7 separate regions of the Mus musculus genome follow, and regions 1, 2, 3, 4, 5 and 7 are each linked to region 6. A link is a contact called in public HiChIP or PLAC-seq, capture Hi-C and promoter capture Hi-C data. All regions are on one chromosome and are shown on one strand. Each heading gives the region's core, a stretch centred on a gene start, on an enhancer-like site or on the middle of the called end of the contact. The rest is flanking DNA. Distances are from core to core; before and after follow the strand shown. Region 1 holds the start of Tal1 (T cell acute lymphocytic leukemia 1). Region 2 has its middle 13 kb from the start of Pdzk1ip1. Region 3 holds the start of Gpbp1l1 (GC-rich promoter binding protein 1-like 1). Region 4 holds the start of Prdx1 (peroxiredoxin 1). Region 5 holds the start of Stil (Scl/Tal1 interrupting locus). Region 6 holds the start of Efcab14 (EF-hand calcium binding domain 14). Region 7 holds the start of C530005A16Rik (RIKEN cDNA C530005A16 gene).

What was found. Promoter capture Hi-C pulls out the DNA fragments that hold promoters and counts their contacts. HiChIP or PLAC-seq counts read pairs in DNA pulled down with a chosen protein or histone mark. Capture Hi-C pulls out chosen DNA fragments and counts their contacts.
Region 1: a contact with region 6 is called in a capture Hi-C map of embryonic stem cells, with 5 times the contacts expected there. The contact joins the promoter of Tal1 here to the promoter of Efcab14 in region 6. A contact is called at or near these places in 11 of 39 promoter capture datasets (the C10 cell line, cranial neural crest, embryonic stem cells and 6 more), 1 of 484 Hi-C or Micro-C datasets (the Ba/F3 cell line), 10 of 115 datasets of contacts at active chromatin or transcription factors (bone marrow-derived macrophages, differentiating embryonic stem cells, embryonic forebrain and 3 more) and 2 of 9 other capture datasets (adipose tissue and embryonic stem cells).
Region 2: a contact with region 6 is called in an H3K4me3 HiChIP or PLAC-seq map of bone marrow-derived macrophages, with 4 times the contacts expected there. The contact joins the enhancer-like site here to the promoter of Efcab14 in region 6. A contact is called at or near these places in 11 of 39 promoter capture datasets (the 3T3-L1 cell line, cranial neural crest, embryonic stem cells and 4 more), 14 of 115 datasets of contacts at active chromatin or transcription factors (bone marrow-derived macrophages, cardiomyocytes, differentiating embryonic stem cells and 6 more) and 2 of 9 other capture datasets (adipose tissue and macrophages).
Region 3: a promoter capture Hi-C map of liver shows a contact between it and region 6, with 2.7 times the contacts expected there. The contact joins the promoter of Gpbp1l1 here to the promoter of Efcab14 in region 6. A contact is called at or near these places in 3 of 39 promoter capture datasets (liver and pre-B cells), 1 of 115 datasets of contacts at active chromatin or transcription factors (memory CD8 T cells) and 2 of 9 other capture datasets (adipose tissue and liver).
Region 4: a contact with region 6 is called in a promoter capture Hi-C map of pre-B cells, with 3 times the contacts expected there. The contact joins the promoter of Prdx1 here to the promoter of Efcab14 in region 6. A contact is called at or near these places in 1 of 39 promoter capture datasets (pre-B cells) and 1 of 115 datasets of contacts at active chromatin or transcription factors (memory CD8 T cells).
Region 5: a contact with region 6 is called in a promoter capture Hi-C map of hippocampal neurons, with 7 times the contacts expected there. The contact joins the promoter of Stil here to the promoter of Efcab14 in region 6. A contact is called at or near these places in 13 of 39 promoter capture datasets (the 3T3-L1 cell line, the C10 cell line, the HPC-7 cell line and 7 more), 5 of 484 Hi-C or Micro-C datasets (LSK cells, embryonic stem cells, muscle stem cells and 2 more), 14 of 115 datasets of contacts at active chromatin or transcription factors (the 230-238 cell line, bone marrow-derived dendritic cells, bone marrow-derived macrophages and 7 more) and 1 of 9 other capture datasets (liver).
Region 7: a promoter capture Hi-C map of erythroid cells shows a contact between it and region 6, with 5 times the contacts expected there. The contact joins the promoter of C530005A16Rik here to the promoter of Efcab14 in region 6. A contact is called at or near these places in 3 of 39 promoter capture datasets (erythroid cells and liver), 1 of 115 datasets of contacts at active chromatin or transcription factors (memory CD8 T cells) and 1 of 9 other capture datasets (liver).

The regions. Positions count from the first base shown.
Region 1 is chr4:115,056,403-115,059,102 of GRCm38.p6, reverse strand. Tal1 (T cell acute lymphocytic leukemia 1) reads right to left here and starts at 1,292. Exons shown (of 5, transcript NM_001287388.1): 1 at 1,232-1,292. Gm33786 (a long non-coding RNA gene) reads left to right here. Exons shown (of 2, transcript XR_376559.3): 1 at 1-1,046; 2 at 1,194-1,481.
Region 2 is chr4:115,074,422-115,077,121 of GRCm38.p6, reverse strand. No RefSeq gene overlaps it. Among named protein-coding and RNA genes, the nearest start is that of Pdzk1ip1, 13 kb to the left of the region's middle. Within about 2 kb of position 1,406, at least 99 of the 459 cell types and tissues checked have an H3K27ac peak or open chromatin away from gene starts, as enhancers often do. A contact at or near this core is called in adipose tissue, bone marrow-derived macrophages, differentiating embryonic stem cells and 1 more, where this site is marked.
Region 3 is chr4:116,556,214-116,558,913 of GRCm38.p6, reverse strand. Gpbp1l1 (GC-rich promoter binding protein 1-like 1) reads right to left here and starts at 1,256. Exons shown (of 12, transcript NM_029868.3): 1 at 1,086-1,256. It also overlaps a transcript of Tmem69 not described here.
Region 4 is chr4:116,684,217-116,686,916 of GRCm38.p6, reverse strand. Prdx1 (peroxiredoxin 1) reads right to left here and starts at 1,318. Exons shown (of 6, transcript NM_011034.4): 1 at 1,257-1,318. It overlaps AV051173 (expressed sequence AV051173), which reads left to right and starts at 895. Exons shown (of 3, transcript NR_040442.1): 1 at 895-980; 2 at 1,079-1,272; 3 at 1,609-1,955.
Region 5 is chr4:114,998,752-115,001,451 of GRCm38.p6, reverse strand. Stil (Scl/Tal1 interrupting locus) reads right to left here and starts at 1,334. Exons shown (of 17, transcript NM_009185.3): 1 at 1,105-1,334.
Region 6 is chr4:115,736,447-115,739,146 of GRCm38.p6, reverse strand. Efcab14 (EF-hand calcium binding domain 14) reads right to left here and starts at 1,377. Exons shown (of 11, transcript NM_001368627.1): 1 at 307-1,377. The coding sequence starts at 488.
Region 7 is chr4:116,596,270-116,598,969 of GRCm38.p6, reverse strand. It overlaps C530005A16Rik (RIKEN cDNA C530005A16 gene), which reads left to right and starts at 1,340. Exons shown (of 3, transcript NR_029450.1): 1 at 1,340-2,700. It overlaps Ccdc17 (coiled-coil domain containing 17), which reads right to left and starts at 2,240. Exons shown (of 13, transcript NM_001037916.3): 1 at 2,013-2,240; 2 at 1,869-1,937; 3 at 1,602-1,707; 4 at 1,370-1,532; 5 at 1,207-1,290; 6 at 1,009-1,127; 7 at 683-796; 8 at 343-470; 9 at 145-239; 10 at 1-9. The coding sequence starts at 2,183.

The DNA.
Region 1 (2,700 bases), core at 43-2,542, 680 kb after region 6:
ATTTGACGAGGGTGGAGAGAACGGGATGGAAAAACAAAAACAAAAACAAAAACAACAACAACAACAACAACAAAAACCCAAGAGTTTTCAGGCCCTGGCTGCTGGGTCAGAACCTGGGAGCCCTGGTCCCATACTCCTCATGACCCCATCTTTCAAGTTCCTGCCCAGGACAAGGCAGAACCTGTTTCCAAAGATCCTATTTCCCTTGCAGGGATGAAAGGGAGAGAGAGAGAGCTCTATCTGTTTTAGCTGGGTCCCTTGTTTTCTTTCTAATGGATGCAGAGATATAAAGGAAGGTATTTCACCATTTCTTCCACCACCTTTGCAAAAGATTTTCGACTTTCGGGGTTTTGACTGGCAGTAGATGAGAGTTAACTCTTACACCTCTTATACTGTTTCGCAGCGATAAACAAAGCAAAAGGAAAGACGGGCCAAAGCAGACCGACGCCACTTCCAAGAGCGGTAGCTGGATTTCGTTTGCTTTTATTTTTCGCCTCCTTTTTTTTTTTTAATTGTTTTGCCTGAGATGTCCACCGCCCAATGGCACATCGAAGTCTTGGGTTAATTGCGAAGGCTTCCTTCTCTCCGCTGCGGCTTTGGCGGAAGCTCAGAACTGCCTCCTCCCTGGCTTTCAATTCAGTGCGGGAGGTTTTCTTTCTCCTTGCTAATCCAGAGAAGGAGGGAAGAGGAGGGGAGACGCGGGGAATACACTCGTTCCCGTTGTTACTTGAGGCTAATGTTTGTTTTATGGAGTGACTCTTTATTCTGACTACCTCTTCATTTTCTTTCCCTACCCCAAACCTGGCAAGTTAGGGGAAAAAAAAAAAAAGCAGCTAGGGAGGGGCCTAAGACAGGACAGGACTGCTTTGTTCTCCCTCCAAAGAAGCTAAAGGGTAGAACTGGTGAGCTTTTTGTTCGATTGTTTTAATTAAAAGCGGATATTAAGGGTGATGGTGATGATGACGAAGGTATTAACAATCGCAGTAAAAGGGGAAAACGCGATCCTTCTTGTCCAGCTAAGGTGGCCCTGAAGCGGTCCTTCCAACGTAAGTGGACTCCAAGGGCAGCTAACCTGCTAGGGGGTCTGACTGGACCGGGATGGGAAAGGGACTGAGAAAATGTCCCCCGGGACGATCCCGAGGACCCCCACCCCTGGCACCAGACCTGGAAAATGTGCCCATTGTCTTTCCCAGCCTCTCCCAACCACCGCGGACGCACCCGCGAAACTGACCAGAAATAGGCGAAACCCAGGGGCAGCGCGAATCCAGGCCTGGCGCTGCGGGCGGGAAGACGCTGGCCTCAGCGAGCGCGGCTCATCTTCCAGATTAGAAGATTCCCCCCGCACACACCAGGGGACCCCCGCAACACCAAGGCACAGACAGCCTCCGGACAGAGCTGCCGCCCACTGGGCTCTGTCCGCCCATCCGAGCCAACACTGGCTCCCGAATACATCATAATTTGGAATAAAATGTGAAATCCCACTCCCCGCCCCCATGCTGACGCCCCCACCAGCGCCTCGATCTCTCGCTCGCCCTCCCCCCACTCCCGCCCCCAGCGATTTGCAAACGCACCTCTAAAGGACACAGGCACACAGGCATAGGACTCTTGTTGGACAGGACCACACATGGTCCAGGCCCAGAGGAGGGAAGCAGATGAACACGAGCTAGCTCTGTCCCACAAGCCGGTGTAGGCAGACCGGCATACTGTCCAACATGACACAGCGACATCAGTCACACGCAAACGCTCACAGACACACAACCTCACAGGGTGAGGATCACACCCGCCCGACATAACGAAACCAGCCTAACACTTTGTCCAAGGCCACACACTGCGATACACCAGACCGACCTTGTGGAGAAAAGAAACAGGGCAATTTACATACAACGAATAAAACGCAGAGAGGTCGGAATCTCCACACCCAGACAGCGCAGGGTTTCACACTCCCGCACACGACCTATCGCCAAAAGCCCACGCGGGGAGTAGCCACCGCAGCCTGCCGCTCACGCAAGCACTCTCAACCCGGCCGCCCGCACACACCGCCCAGAAGCAATGGAAGCCGCCAGCGCCTTGCGCTTTTCTGTCTATTGCGCAAGGGGAAAAGGGGAAGGAAGGAAGAGAGTCTCCCCGGCGGGAGGGGCAGCGGAGGGGCGTCGTGGAAAGTGCCCCCCGGGAAGAGACGGGGGAGAGGGAGCCGAGGCTGGAGTGCGCATGGGGAAAGACGGAGGAAACGGACGGGCAATTCCACGGGAGGCGACTGTCTCCCGGCCCTGGGAAGAAGGCCGGGACGCTCACGTTTTGCGCCTTGGGGGTGTGCGTGGCCATGTTGGGCAGCCCCCGCCCGCGCCTCGCCGCGCGCTCTAATCCCGCTCCCGCCCGCGGCCTCGTTAGCGCCGGCCGTGTGCGCCGCCGAGATAAGGAGCCGCCTCGGGCCCGCCCGCCCCCGATAAGCGCCTCGGCCATTATGGGCCAAATGATTCATTTTAATTTGGCAATTTCTCCGGAGGGAGCGGGGACGGGTTGCGGCGCTGGGATGGCCCAGGAATGCGCAGAGGAGAGGGCTGAGCGCTCACGTTGGGACCCGGCGGGTTCCGCCCGTTCCCCACCCCTGGCCCCTCGGGATTCCCGCTCCCTACAAACAACCCGACTCGGATCTCCGCCTCCCAGATGCTCGTTCAGCGGCTTTGGCCGTTGTCTAGCCTC
Region 2 (2,700 bases), core at 157-2,656, 660 kb after region 6:
AACCACACCTAGGTCTCAACAATAACAGAAAGCTCGTCTCAGCCTGTATCTAGCAGGCCATTATCCCCCTGTGCCATGGATGCTGCGGCTGCCTGAGTCCAGCGGGCCATCATTCTGTGTTATGGATGCTGTGGCTCTCTGAATCCTTACTTATGTCCCTGCCAGCAGCTGTTCTCCACTACGGCTAACTACAAAGTCCCTAGAACATGTTCTGACCAGCCCCCTACCTGCTCACAATCCTCACTATGGCTCCCATCACTCTCAGGGAACTTCAGATTTCTGGTGGTGACCAGACTCCCAGGCTTCTCTGGCCCAACACTTGCAACCATGCACATTGACCCCATCAGCGGAAGACTACAATCTCCAAAGCACATCCCATTCTTCCCAATGCTACACCTGCATACGCACTTGCCACCCAACTTCCTCTTTGCACTCCTGATAAACTCCCACTAATCCCCCCCACCCCCACCCCGGAGCTAGCATTCTTTTCCACGACCACTAAGTGAGATACAGTCTTCTGGTTGGTGTCTAGGGCAATCCTTAATGCATGGCTTCAACGACCAACTGATCTGTATCCCCAGCATGGCCTGGTTCTGCAAGAGAACTAGCAAGTGGCCAGTAATCCAATGGGTGAAGATCTGAAGTTTTACTAATCAATAGCCAATGGCTACACATGATCCTTTGCATTTAAGTTCATTCAAATTAAACAAAGTGACAAGCTCACTGGTGTGTTAGTCATCCTTCAAACACTATATGTGTTTAATGGCTGTCATACTGGACAGGGAAGATCTAAAACTTTCCCATCAACTTTGGAAGTTCTAAGAACATCCCTGGCTCGAAGAGGCGGTAACCCAATGACCTAGTGCTGGGTTCCAGCCTAGCCTTGCTCCTTCCTCATGCTCCTTGTCTTTCTGGATTTCACTGTCCATTTTTGCAGCCTGACACACACTGTGCAAGCCAAACCAGCATTTGACATAGACCTTTAGATTGATGCTATCACGCACTCCCTGCACTGAATCATGCTCGTGTGGACTTGGGAGTGCACTGGACAGATGGAGCCCTACAGAATGACCCACCTGCCCACCCTTAGACTCCAGCAGCTCCGGGCAGAAAACAACCCAGCATCTAAAGCTAGGCCAGCAAGTCTCTCCAGAAGGTAGATCCTGAAGACGGTGTGGCCAAGGCATGTCTCTCCATAGGCAAGCAGTCCTACATGGGCCTAAAGACCCTTCATCCCTACTTGTCTCAGATAGAAGCTTGAGGTAGGGCTTAGGGGGATCAAGGAGCTGCAGGGGCTGGCCTACAGAGCAAAGGAGGGCTGGAGAGGGGAGAGTCAGAAGCCCCCCTCCTTCCCTGCTATCGGCACAGCAGTCCTCCCCCACTTCCTCTCTTCGAAGATCACATCCTGTTATTGTGTGGAGAGAAAGCCCAGGAGCTGGGGAGGGGCAGGCCTCAGAGCAAACCAGTGGGGAGAGCTTAAGTAGGAGCTGGAAGGCAAAGTGAGGTGGGGGAGCATTGCCTCACCCCAGGTAGCCTTGGCAAGAGTATGGGGCCCAGGAGGAAGCCAGCATTCCTGGACCAGCCCGCTCCACCACTGAAAACTAGGTAATGCTCAAGACAGAATGTGAAATCTCCCAGATACCTCCCAACCTTGCCCCTCAGGACAGTTCAGTTCAGCACAACTTGCTCAGGGACTTTACTGTCAGAGCTAGGCTGCCCACACCACACCACTAAGCTCCTCCCATAGCACTTGCCTCTAGGATTCCTTCCTATTCCCAGCTTCCACTCTGCTCTCCAGCCTCTGAAGTCAAAATGGGTGGTCAAGACTGGCTACCCCTCCTTTCCTGACATAAGACAGGCACACAAAAGTCCTGCTGTTGAGTGAGGGATTAATATTCCCTCACACTCATGTCCTTCCCTCGTCTCTTCTGTTAGGACAGTCCCATCCCTCCTGGTCCTGTTTCTTGGAAAAAGAATGCTTTCTTATAGATATTTCCGTAGCTCTTTCTATAGAATCATTTTTTAATGAAACACAGATACTTTGCATATATTATGCTGAAGTCCCATGACAGTCCTGGAAGATGACTGTTAACATCTCTGTTTAACAGATAAAGAAACCAAACCTCAGAATGATAGTGACTCACTCAAAGTCACAAGCCAGCACACCCAGTAGCAATACTTAAGCCCTTAAGCCCCAAGTGATTCTGACCAGGCCAAGCTCCTCCAGAGCCTGGCTGCTCTTTTCTTCTCACTTCCACCCAGGCCCCAGTTACTCCCTTCACCAACTGTTCCACACCAACTGTCCTTCCTCACTGTCCCCATGGTCATCCACAGAGCCAGTCCTCCAGCCAGCAAGCTCTTCACTACCACCACCTGTCCTGGGCCTAAATTTGTGTAGCCCTCTTGCCCATAAGGAAAGTAAAGCCATTTTCTCTATGAACTCTAGCTGTCTACTGGCCTCCTCTTCTATTTCCTGACCTTCCTATGTGGTCTGGATCTCTAACCTTGGGTGTCGCCCTGAATTCACACCTACTTCACCTTGCTCAAGCCCCTTCCAACTCAGGGCTTTGTGTCACCTCCCCTGGGTAACCCTTTACTTAGATTCATGACAATTAAGCTCTGTGAATAGGTAACAGGTTTACATGGGCAGGGGGGTGTGTCCGGGTAGGGGGTGCGAGGAAGCTAATGACACAGTGACAG
Region 3 (2,700 bases), core at 7-2,506, 820 kb before region 6:
ACTCTTTAGTTTTTGATGAGATTTACAAAAAAAGTGGCTTTATTACTAAACAAAAACCATGAACCACCACTAACTTCTGGTTTTCCGGGTAAGAGTTATCAAAGTTAAACTATTCAACACATTATACATGCCAACCTCAGAGTACAAAAGTGGCAGACAAAACTGATACCACAGCACAATTTCAGAACTATTCACAACTACCAAAAACAAAAAACCGCACCCATTCTTATGTAAACTTTTGCAGTAAACTTCCTGAGCCTCACCTTCGCTTACACCTACCCTCTTCAAAGGTACCAATTGTCAAAAACTCCTAAGAGAAAACGTCCCATAGGGGAAAAAACGACTGAAATGTTATTATATTTAAGCATTTAAACAGGGTTCTTCCTCAGGCTACAGCCATTTTAGATTCAGTATCTTTTGAATTTTATGGGTTGGGAAGATTTAGCATGGAATAAAAACGACTAGTTAAGCCACTTCAACTAATCAAACTTCCACTCCAATGGGACGGAGTTTGGTAGATAACCAGTAAGACAATCTGAAGTTGAAAAGGTCTCCCTACCCCAGAGAACCGCGACTCCGGGCGTGGAAGTTCCCTTTCGCCCAGATAGTCCACATTTGACTTACACGACTTTTTCCTCGTTAAGTTTCTCTTAACTGGAAAACAGAAGCCTTCGGCTCTTATTTTAAAGAAAGGTAAAATAATAATAATAATAATAGTAATGATAATAATGATAATAAAACCCAAGTAAACCAAATCACTCAACCACTATCAAGCCGGAACTCCTGGAGAGGAGCCGGAGCCGCAGGTGAGCGTTTCCGACCGGGAACTGAAGTTGAAGTCGGAGAGCTCTGGAACCGCCGCGGCGACGCTAGTGTGCAAGACTCCTCCCGTTGGCGGGGGGGAGGGGGACGTTCCAACTCGGCGACTCCCAGGTCCCTCGTCCACCCCGGCGGACCCACACCCAACCACCTGTGCAAGACCTTCTTCTAACTAGTTTTCCTAGACGGCCAGTTAGGTGCCGGCGGAGCCCGTGCCGGGACCACTCCAGGTCTCCTTCTGCTCGGTGTCCAGGACCCATACTCACCCGGCAGCGGCGGGGCTACGGTCAAGGACGACTCGCGGCGTCTGAGGACGCGTCCTCAGCTTCTCCGACCAGCAGAGGTGACTAGCCCACAACCATAACAAAGCTCTTCCCAAAATGGCTGCCCGGCCCACAAGGCCCAGGAGGGGGCAGAGCGGGTGGAGGAGGAGCGACGGCCGGCTGGGCCCTCCCTCTGCCGCTTCGGCCCGCCTCCTTCACGCCCACTAGCACCGGCGCACGCGCAGGCGTGAGCTCCAGCTTTCGTGACCCCGCCCGGGCGCCCGCGGCTCGCTCTGGAAACGTTGGGCTGCTCCTGCAGCGGTTACTTCCCGCCCCGCCCCCGGCGCCCTTCGGCGCGACGCCGGTCGGTCCACTCTCCCTTCCGCAAAGCCTTCGCCTCTCCTTGTGCCGCTCTTGGGGCGAGGACCAGCCGAATTCAGCACGCCCCTTTAAAGCTCCCAGCCGGGTCCTCCGGCCTGGGAGCACGTGAATATGGGAGGATATATTTGTACCAGTTCTTCCCCCACCCATTCTTTCTTCACCTTCTCACACCTCGATTGTGAACCAGATGCTTCGCCAACTACTAGAATTGTCAAACAAGTAGCGGAAGAGTGTGTTTTCCGAGCCCTGTACACCTTTGCCCCTCCATTCACAGGCGCGCGCCGTGGAAACTACAGTCCTAGGCAAGCCATAGACACACACATACTCCCGCCCCTCCGGACTAGAGCATGCGCGGCGGTGTGGGCGCACTACCTGCCGGGAGTTGTAGTTCATGGGCATTGCAGGCGTCACGGAGCCGCCAGAATGGAGGGTTGAAATCTGCTCCAGCCCAGTCTTTGCTAATAAACCCCCAAAAGAGTCTATAAGCACTCTCTTGGCTATTGCACGACAGGAAGGGACCGTACAACCTTGCCAGAGAAGGTAATAAAACTGGCGGACAGCGTCTCACTAAAAACGAATGTTTCAGGAAGTTAGTTTTACTGCTTAGAATGGAGGAAGTAGTCAAAAAGGAGTCCCTACGTAAATGAACTCTCCTTTTTGTCTTCAGCTTTTTACACAAGGAGCCAAGAACGCTCGAAGTACTTGGTAGCTGTTCCTTTTGGTCGACAGATGGCAGGTTGGGGGTGGGAGAGGAGACTTAGAATAAATCACACAGAGGATAAATTCAACAATGTTACTTCCTGGATGACCTTCAAGCTCAATGCCCCTAACGCCACACTTTGATTCATAGAATTCTGAATGTTGGGCCCCAGTCTTCTGTATTCCTCAATGTAATTTCTAGGTAATAGAGAATAAGGTAAAAACAAAATCAACACCTCTTTCTCGCCCAGTGGTAGTAATAAAGGACTCAAATGCGGAGGAAGATGTGTCCAGTCGACTCAACAACGTTGTTTTGCAAGTTAAGCGTTCCAGGCAATCCTGCCTTTAAAAAAATAAAATAATTCCGTAGGCCAAATCAGCCAACTCCAAGTCTCCTCCTAGCTTCTTCCACTACTGTTACTGGGGGTTATTTCAGAAATTGTACTCTACTTCCTGAATATGTGTGTGTGTGTGTTAAACTGGTTAGAGATCCCATAACAGAGACTTGTAAGGTATCTGAAAGCTGACTTCAATTAGA
Region 4 (2,700 bases), core at 69-2,568, 950 kb before region 6:
AGGGAGGAGGATACTGAACCGAGGGAACACTTGTCTCAATTTCTGTATGAGGGAGGTTACGCAGGTTAAGGTAATTGCTATCTGATGACCGTAGTTCCATCTCCAGAATGCCCATAAGGATGGAAAGCCGACTTCTACAAGGTTCACACACACAAATGTTTAAAAGAAAAAAACTTGGGATGTGTAATCTCAACACTTGGGAAGTAGAAGCTTAAGATTCAGGAGTTCAAGGCTAGCCAAATTAGAGGCCAACCTATTTCCAAGATACTCTAAGAAAAATACAAAAAGAGTCAATGTACTGCTAAGAAACCGATTTCTGCACTATCGACCCAGGTCAACACCAAGACAAATAAATTGTTAAGATGTACAACATTAGGAGCTTCAGCGATGGCGCAACAATTTAAGAGCCTACACTGCTCCTTTCCGGAAAAGTCCTGGTTCAGATTCCTCCACCCACTTAGGATGGGTTCACAACCACCTGTAACTAGCTCGGGGGGGGGGGGGTGTTTACCACACAGGTAGACATACACATTAAAAAAAAACCCACAATCTAAAAGAAAATTTACGCCTCTCAGTATGAGTGCAAGTTGGAATCCAAGTTCCAAATTTCTTGGTTCATAATACCAATAACCAAAAGAAACGCCAAGAAAAAAAGCATCTTTCATCGCAAACTTTAAAAAACTTTTAACTGTTTTTTTTCAGGGACATGCTGCACCTGCAGCATAGCAACTACCTATCTGGTGTGCCCCCTAACATAAACCATCTTTTAATCAAACTTGCTTTGCAACGTGGCCCAGCATTTCCAAACTCAACCAATCCCGGAAAAGCGACTTCCGGCCGCTGAGAAGTCTCCGTAGGAATCGGACTAGAACGCCGGAGAAGGTCACGCCCCAAGCTCGCTGGAGGTTACGTTCCTACCACTCACGCCATCACCCACTATAGCACATCAGAAAACACAACGACACAGCCCAGTGCGCGCGGTAAGTTCCAGCACAAACTCGTCCCACCAAGCCATCTCCGCCCTCTATCGGTGAGCGGGAGAGGAGGAAACTGAACGTTAGCCTCAGGGTTCCAACAGGTCCGGGAACTAAGCGCCACGTGAAGAATGCGAGTAGAGCTCCAGCACTCGCGGGACCAGGCCTCGCCCTGCCGCTTCAGCCCGTGATCGCCCGGGACGAGCCGGGACCGGCCAGAGGGAGAAGGAACCAGTGATGGGCGCGAGCCGCGTTTCTCAGCGGCGATACCCGCACACTCACCAGGGTCGAGCCACAGGTCTCACAAACAGAAAGAGCCGTGAGAACGCAGGAAGAGGTCGCCCGACAGCGCGCGCGGGGAGCTGCTTTTATAGCCTACAAAGTTCTCGCGAGATTCTCACGGGCCGGGGGTGCGGGAAGAGGGGGACCTGGCTGAGCCCCGCCCCACCCTGGCCGGCCTACGGGGGATGACTCAGCGCTTTCCCTGGATGGGCCTGGAGTGGAGGGGGTCTCCAGGGGGAAACGCTCACACTTTCAGTGATGCTGTTCCCAGAGGTAGAAAAGCACTGCCCTTTGAGTCATTTCCTCGTTTAATCGGGGTACCCGGGTAATCCGTGCCTCTCTTTATTCCCAGGACCACTGTGTGCTGTGCAATCAAGACCCAAACTAGAAGAAGGGTCTGTTTTACTGCTCTTGGAAGGCCACGTCTAAAATTAAACCACGTTCAGGGGAAACTGTGCACCCAAATATTTCTCAGTCGCACCCCAGCCTCACAAACCTATTCTAGGGCTGGAAAAGCTGGCTCAGCCGTTATAAGCCCTGGCTGCACTACCAGAGGACCCAGCCTCAATTTCCAGCACCCACATGGCAGCTCATAACTGTGTAGATCCAGTTCTAGAGGATCCAACACCCTCACACATACATGCAAGCAAAACACCAATGCACAGAAAATGAAAAGAAATAAATCGTTAAGAACAAAAACAAAACTCCTGTTCTAGTCTGGTCCTCATTAACCCTCACCACTGAGGGCAGCCTCCATTGGTCTCTGATTACTGGATACTGCTTTTCTGTTTCACACCCATTTCTTGCATTATTCTTAAATCTTTCTGAATCTCAGCCTGTCACTAAACTGATTTGTGGTTTTAAAAACTGGGGCTCTGTGGTCAATTTCCTGAGTTAAAAGTCACTGTTCCAAGCCAGGCAGTGATGGCACATCTTCTTAGCACTCTAGAGGCAGAGACTAATGGAGCTCTGAGTTCGAGGCCAGCCTGGTCTCAATTCAATGCGAGTTCCAGGAAAGCCAGAGCTACACAGAGAAATCCTGCCTCCAAAAAAAAAAAAAAAAAAAAAGTCAAGAGAGTTAAAGAGGGGTCAGGCTTGATGGCCAGCACTGGGAAGGTAGAGGCAAGAGAACCTCTGTGTTTTTTAGTCCATCCTGGTCTACATAGCAAGTTCCAGGACAGCAAGGACAACATAGAGACCTTGGGGGAGGGGAGGGGAAGCCGGATAGATACAAAGCTCAGAGTTCCCATTTCATATCACATGCTTTGTGTGATTTAGGAACCCAGAGATGGATATAATCCAAACTTTACCCTCTAGAAAGTCATGCTATAAGGATGGGGCAGACATGGAAACACAACAGTTAGAAGATTTTATTAGGCCGTAGAGGTTTAGGCATAATGGTCAAGTCAAGGGACAAATGAAAGCTGGTAACTCTGTTAAAGGG
Region 5 (2,700 bases), core at 85-2,584, 740 kb after region 6:
AAGGCTAAAAATATTGGGAGAGCAAAGTTCTACTGGATATAACCTTTAAGGATCAATTAAAACTTATCCCAGAGATATGAAACTTCTTGAAATACAGGCTTGTTTTTCTTGTTTGTTTGTTTGCTTGTTTTAAAAGAAGCCTTTCTTTAGCAGTTGACTGCCATGGTATCAGTAATCACACTGATAACTCTACCCCCACAAAGTATAAGTTTTCCTCACCAACAGGAATGACTTAAGTGCCTGTCTCTCCTTTCATGCATTAGGTCTTTCTCATCTGAAAGCCACCAAATGAGATTTGATAACTAGCTCATCTTGATAGTATTACTTATAAAGCTAATGGAGCCAAAGCTGTACAAACCTGTACCTAACAAAAATAGTCTGCTCAGGGAATGTCTTCATTGTGCAGCAAATGAGGACCATCAAGTCACCCTCACCTCTTCTCCCTCTTACCCATAGAAAGTTCTTTCTGGCCTCCCACCTTAGCTGTCCTCCTCAGCCCAGCCAGATTTACTGACAAGTCCCTCCAGTGCAGACACAAATGGGTTTATGTACAAGTTTTTCCCCTGACTAGAAAGTCAATAGCTTTTCTTCATATATAAAATAAAAACCCTTCATATTAAGGTCCTACCCAATTACTGCAACCATAACCCCGGTCACTCATCCTCCAGTCCTAACTCGACTATCAGCAGTCGATAGGACTACACAGGCTGTCCTCCCCTTCCTTTGGAATTTCCTACTAAATCCTATCATCCAACCCCCAACACGAATGTGCAATCTCTCAGGGTGACATCACTGTCTTTGTGTTCAGACACTGTACGTCCACGCCTCACTTTTGACATAGGTCTACTTCCTGTAGACCACGGACTATAAACACGTAATAGATTCCTTACACAGTCTGGGTCAGATAGAAAGAATGCAAAAAAGCAAGGATCAGGGTTTCAGTCTCCAAGAAATTTCTACAGTGAAGTCAATCTGAGGCACGTCACAATGTAAACTTCTTTCCCATTTTTTAGCAGTGAGGTCCGCCTTCTTTCTCCCCTGGCGGCCCTGTGGTCATCGGTTCCACCGCGCTAACTCCGACCTTACAGGCCGCTTGTTACTCACCGTGCTTCCCGGGCCCGTAGGGCGCCTCGGGGAATCAGGAGCTCAAAGATCCACCGTCGCTGTTGTCACGGCCGCCGCCAAGCTAGGGTTTGGTTGTTGGGCCCGTTTGTTGGGCACGCAGAGTCAGGATCCAGGTAGCGTCTCAGATGACTGCGGCCCCGCCTCTGGGACGTTGGGGTCGCGGGAACCGAGGCGGCAAGCGCTCGCTGGAGGGAACCAAAGGGCGCGCCGCGCCTGCTGATTGGCCAGAAGCCCGGCCAGTCCCGCTGCAGGGGCGGTACCACGGTCGTCACGCAACGTCTCAACTGCAGACTGCTGTGACGACCAATCGGAGCCCAGCCTGGGATTAGCGCTCGCCCTATCCCAAGGTTCTTTAAAGAACCGAGGGCGCCATCGCAGCTCTGTGTCACTACTCAGAGGATTTAAACCTTCATTTGGTCAACGGTTAAGTTCCGGTTTGGCTGGCATTGGCCAAACGCATGCGCAGTTAAAAAAAGAAATCCCGGCTGGTTTGCTGGAAGTGCTTCCTGCACAGATTGTGGTCTGACTGCTGGGATCCACTTAGCCAAGCTTGGTTCTCCCCTGTAATTCCTGCGCTCTTCCGAGGCAGGTGCTGAGACAGGAGGCTCGCCACGAGTTAGAGACAAGCTGGAATTATTTAGAGACCCTGTCTCAAAAGACTAGAGTCGAGTGTGGTGGTGCGCCGCCTTAGTCCCAGCTTTGAAGAGGTGGGTGGAGGCAGAGAGGTCTTCTAAGCTACGAAGCAAATCAAAGACCAACTTGGTCTGCATGAGACCCTGTCTCAGGAGAAAAAAAGTTTTCAAGCCCTTAGATGATCAGAGATAGAGGAGGTTAAATTTGCTTTAAGTTGTTTCTAAAATATGATCGATCTTACCAATTTTGGGAAATTCCTTCTCGTTGAACAGAAAATACTGGTGGCTATTTATACTTATTTCCAGTGCTGATATTGGGGACAGTTGTGGTGTGTGATTTATGTGTGCGTGCTGCCAGAGGTCCATGTTGGAGATCTTTGAGATGATCAGGCATTCGTTGTAATTAAAACAAAACAAGAAAAGACTTAAATTAAAAAGGAAGCACGTCTATAGTGTTAGGGGAAGGTAGCAAACGTGTTCTTAGGATTAGTTCATGTTACATTAAACTTTGTGTATTTTTTAAAAGGCAGGTAAAAATCTAAATACATAAAAGACTTTAAATTAATAATGTATCAATGTTGGGTTAATAGAAACAAATGTACATACTTATATAAGATGTTAAAAAAAAAAAGAGGAAAGTGCGTGGGAGGTGTGCTTCATTTATTTTCTGTATATCTGAGACTGTTCTGGGAGGCTAGTATGCAGCTAAGTAGTAGTGTAGGACCCCAGCATGTGCAGGGTCCTGGGTTGAGTGACTAGCACCACACACTAAGTAAATACTTTTAACAGGTAAAATCTGGGGCTGTAGAGATAGCTCAGTGGTTAAGAGCACTTGCTGATCTTGCAGATCATCTTGGTTGCCGGCATCCTGGTTAGATAGATCACAGTTGTCTTCTGGCCTCCTTGGGCACACCCATCCCTGGCTGCCACACATGCATAGCCC
Region 6 (2,700 bases), core at 128-2,627:
CCCAAGAGCCTCTCTGCTCCTCTGTCTCCATGAGTAACCTTTTTAATTCCTTCTTGGGCTATGAGCCCATTCCCCAAGTCCACACTTCCACCCTAGATTTGAAGCTCTTGTTAGACATTAGAGTGACTGCTTACTCTTTATTAAGAGTTAGAACTTGCCCTGTCCAACATCCTTTCTCCCTGTTTTCCAAGGCCTACTTCCCTTTTTCTTCCAAGGGACTCCCCTCTCCTTCTCATCCATTTGCCCGGCTGGTAGTAGTGCAAGATGCCTTTTGCCCATTTCAGCCCTCCCCACTGCTACACTCACTTGACAAAACGAGAGCGATTTCCAATTGCTCCAAATTCCTCTTCGTCTGTGCTGGACTCTGAGTCTGAGTCAGGAGGCTCAGTGCGAAGCAGGCGGTGGCTGCCTGAGCCTTGCTTGGTCTTCTTTCTCCGATGGTCACCAGCCAGGCCGATCAACGCATTGAGCTCTTTGCGCTTTTTCATCTTTTTGTGGGGGGTGAGTGGCGGGCCCACTCCTGAGCTGCCAGGTTCGTAGCCAACACCCAACTCTCTCGCTGACTTGGAGCTGCCTTCCAGGGTTGGAAATCCTGGGCCTGAGCCCCCTGATCACTCCCACCCAGAGGTGGGACTGACCAGATCTACTGAGGGCTGGAGAATAGAGCCCAGAGAAAATTGGACTCAGGTGGATGGGGGATGGGGGGTGGGGGAAGTTACATAGAGATGGCCAAGGAACTGGAGATCTAAATGGATAAATTTCTGAAACAACTATTACCTGTCAAAAGGAAAACGAAACAAAACAACCCGCTAAGTCAAGCACGAGATTCTAAGTCGTGTAGGCAACCAATATTTCTAGGAGTGCTCCAGAAAGCGGGAGAAAGATACACAAAACTAAGGTACTTTAGATCTCTGGGACAAGATTCCCAATGCAGAAGGAAAATAAACTTGTTTTTGAATGGGAGGAGAGGAGACTTTGCAGAGCAGGCAGTGGGAACTCGCTGATCCTTAACTGGAGAGGTGGTGACAGGAGAGCGCCAACACTGCCTGGGCGCCTAGAAAACTCCCAGGCCGGGACGCCCACCAGGATTCGGGATGATCACCTTCCCGTGGCTTCTGTCCTGAGTTTGTAGAGACCCGCGCGAGAGGAGCGGGAGCCCTGCTGCTAGGGCCTGGAGGGGGCGCAGTGATGAGGGGTGACCACCGCTCCGCCAGCCTGAAGTGTTCCGCCACCAGCGACTTCCGCAACTCACACGCGCCGCGGCCAGTCCAGCCGCGTCTCCGGCCCCTGCTTCGGTCGCGACTTCTCTGGATGTGCTGGCGGTGGCGGCCGCCGCAGGCTCCAGACCCGGGCCATAGCTCCAGTCTTAGCTCACTTCCCCTTTGGCAGCGGCCCCGGGCAAGGCTTGCCAGTAAGCCGCGCCCCCATTGGGCGCCCCTTGGTGACGTCACGCAGGAGGGCGCGTGTGGTGCTGGGGAGGTGGAACGTTAAAGGGGCCGCGGCTCTGGCTCGTGCTGGGTCTGGAGCCACAGTTAGTAGGCCCCGCCCCTGTCGGACCGCGGCTGACCGCATCAACTTACAGCGGAGGCAGAGTTTTGCTTGCTGAGAAGCAGGGGCGGGGACTGGCACCCGAGGCTCCACCTTCTGAAAAGTTCTTGAAAGACTCCATCCCTCTTACTCTTAGGTTCTTTAGGCTCATTGTTTTAATGGCCCAGTTGAATAATTCATCCGTCCTTCCATCCATCCCTCCACCCATCTATCCATCTATCCACCCACCCACCCATCCATCCAATAAATATTTACTGGTGGTGAAATATCGAGACTATTCTAGCTCTGGGGATGCTGCCATAAACACAATAACCAATGTGTTTTCCTTTCTGTATAGAGTTGCCAGATTTAGCAAATAAAATACTGAACACTAGTAAATTTCCAATACCAGATAAACAGTGATTTTTGGGGAGGGGGGAGGGAGTTGGACAGAGGCTTTCTATGTAGTCCTGGCTGCCCTAGAGCTAGCTATGTAGACCAGGCTGTTCTTGAACTCGCAAAGATCTGCCTGCCTTGGTCCTGAGTTCTGGGATTAATGGCATGCATCCTCACACCTGGTTTAGCTATTTTTTTTTTAAATTATAAGAGCCCTCCAATATCTATGACAACTTCATATTGAAAAATAATTCATTGTTTATCTGAAATTTAAATTCAATTGGGCTTCCTCTATTTTATCTGCTCATCTGCTCCAGCTTGTATTTGAGCATGAAAGCAACAATAGGCACACATATTACACTTTAGAAGTGGATGCATATTATGAAGGAAACCCAAATAAGATAGGGTGAGGCATGCCTGTTGTCTTTGATGAAGGGATTTTTGGGCATAGATCCTTAGGAAGCCAGAGAGTAAGTAAAATGGTATCATGAAGGAGTGCTCAGAAAGACCTGGTTTGGAAAAAAAAAAGTGATAGGAAATGAAGTTACAGAAACATCAGGAAGTAAACCTTGCAGGGTTTTGTAGAAGGAGTTTGAAAAACCATTGAGGAACATACTCTGAATTTTCAGTTTATAGAAGATGACTCTAGGGGCTGCAGAGATGGCTCAGGGATTAAGAGAGCACTGACTGCTCTTCCAGAGGACCTGGGTTCAATTACTAGCATCTGCATGGCAGCTCACAACTGTCTGTAACTCCAGTTCCAGGAGCTCCAAGGCC
Region 7 (2,700 bases), core at 91-2,590, 860 kb before region 6:
AGGCCAGCCCTGAAGAATACAAATCTATGTACACAGAGCCCCTAATTCCTCCACCCGGCCAGTACTTTAAGCCTGGATGGCGGTTGGTGGGTCTCCATAAATGTCAGCATTCAAAAATGCTGTGAAGGAGGGAGCAGGCCTCACCCAGGATCATAGGGTGCTGGACCTAGAACATCTGATGCAGGTAGGAGGAAGTGGAGATCCAGACCCATTTTTCTTGTCATGGTTCCATTAAGTATCTATTGTGGACAAAAGAGTTCAGTCCTACAGAACTGCAATCTGCCCATGATCCCCAAACTGCATGTCAAGCCAGCCATCAACCCCGAATGCTGTCTTTCTCACAGTCTTTGAAGTGCCATGGAAGTTCTGGGCTTTTGTGGAACTTGTAAGTTGTGGTATTGGGGGTGCAACCAGTGGAGGGAGGAGGGAGTTATCACACCTACTCAGGTGTCCGGGGAGATCCCTGGATCCTAGAAACAACAACAAAGTGGCTTGAGCTGGAGGAAGCAGCAAACTGAGTAAGTCAGAGGGAGTACAGGCTCATAAACCAAAGATACAAAGATAGCTGTATTGACAGAAACACGTTACAGACATGGACTTCATCCTCCCGACTTGGTCCCTTCACCCCTTCAGAGTTGGGTTCCCTGGGATTGTCTAGGGAGAGGCTGTATTTTTCACTGACCCCAGGGCGACAGACTCAGGACTTTCTGCTTCTGCAATGCCAGGATTTCTGCCTCCAGGAGCCTGTTTTCGGCTTCCACCGTTAGAACCTCCTCAGAGGCGGCACTTAGTTTTTCTGAGATGAATTAAAGTGATCTGTCAAGCATTATGTAGTAATCCAACTTTAAGGGTTTCTGCACAAGCCTGGATTTGTCATCTGGCAATGGGTTTTCCTTCCTTGGGCTTACGTGCCTCCCATTCTAGTGGTGCTCTCCCTCAAGCCCTTTTCTCCTTCCAACTCTAGGACCATCAGTGTAGAAACCCTCTATGATAGACCCTTTCGTTCACCCTTGCGGTTTTGCGACCGCTGCAATTCCAGGGCTGACGCTTCCACTTGCAGCTGCAATATTTTGTCCAGAACTTCTGGGTCCCGGCCTCCACCGTGCACGTAGGCTTCACGTAGGATCCTAGCAAGAAGGCAGCAGAAAGCGATCTCCCAGACTGAACAGACTCCCGATCCTGTCCACCCAGGGCCGGGGTCCTCACCGGATCTCTGCAGCCAGCGTTTCCGGGTTGAACCGCAGGGGCAGGTAACAGAATTCCACTGCCCTATGGGTGTCCTGCAGTTTTCTGGCGCAAGCAGATGATGTCACTGACCCGAGCCCAAGGCCCCGCCCGCACTCCTACCAAAGCTGGGCCGGCAACTCACCGAGGCTGAAGCTGGAGCGCCTGGAAATGCGCACCTAGCGTTTGCAGTGCTCCCCGGGTCCGGTTGGCCTCTTCCTTGAGTTCTCTGAGCTCGCGCTCCAAGTCGAATGGGCGGGGTAATCCTCCCTTGGGTCCCGCCACGCTGTGGAGGCGCCGTTTTAATTCTGAGGGACAAATGGGCAGAGTCAGGGTGAGTCCGAGCACAGCGACAGGGCCGAGTCCTTACCTCTCACCTTCGCCGCGACGCTCCAGCGCCCGGCTCTGTGCTTCTGTTTCTGCCATGCGTCTGGCGCGGGTTCCCTGCAAGACTCGCAGCCTCTCCCCAGGGCTCCCTGCAGTCTGGGAAGTGAGACCCTCAGTCGCTCGGGGACCTATTTTCTGTAGGGACAGCAACTGCACCTGCAAATAACTCGGACCCGCTATTTCTGTACTGGGTGATTTCCAGCATGTAAATCTCTACACATGTAAAGTTGAAGTTTGTAGTCATGATTGGTGTGTACCTCCTCTGTCAGCCTCTTTAGAGCAGATGTGCTGGCTTCCTGATCACGGCTCTTTTCTTGTGCCATGATCTGGTGGCGGGGAGGCAAAAAACGTAAGAATAATGATTGATGGAAAACCTACCCCTGGCCACTGGCGGCCCTTACCTTGGTGCCTCGTTTGATCGCGACTGAAGGCTGTGATTTAAGTGTTACCTCCGGAGTCAGCCGGCCAATGCAGAATCGTTTGGTGTGTGTGGCCAACAGAGCCCAGGAGCGGAAAACCATATCACAGGATTCACAGGATAAAAGTCCTGATTCCCCTGAGTAATCGGCCATGGAATGGAATCTCTTATAGACACCAGCGTCCTACAGAGGATGTGACAAAAGAGAAAAGGCGGACTGGACAGAAAAGAGAGAAAAGGGACAAAGAATAGACCAAGTCTGCTAAATCGCCAGGTCCTTCAAATGTATGTTTATGTTTGGGGAGGTGCCCTAGCTCCCTGGGCAGCGAGTACAGGCTTAGGCAGGCCTGGGCAATGTGCCTGGCCACCTTTGGGTGGGGCCCAGGTGTGAAAATGTCAGTTTGTTCCACCAATTACAGTGAGTTTGGCCAAGTATTTAATTAACTGCGGCTTTGACTTCATTGCCTATTTAGCCTCTGATAGGCAACTGTCATCTGTACCACAGCTGTTCTCTAAAATGGACAGATTTCAAGCTAGAATTCTCCACTGTAGGGAACATTTCCGCACAAGGTAAACCTCATATTAGCAGTATGTCTTTGCATAAACCCATCTTTTACAGAATTAACACACCACACAATGGAATAGTCTTTCTAATTCCCATTCTGGGACAG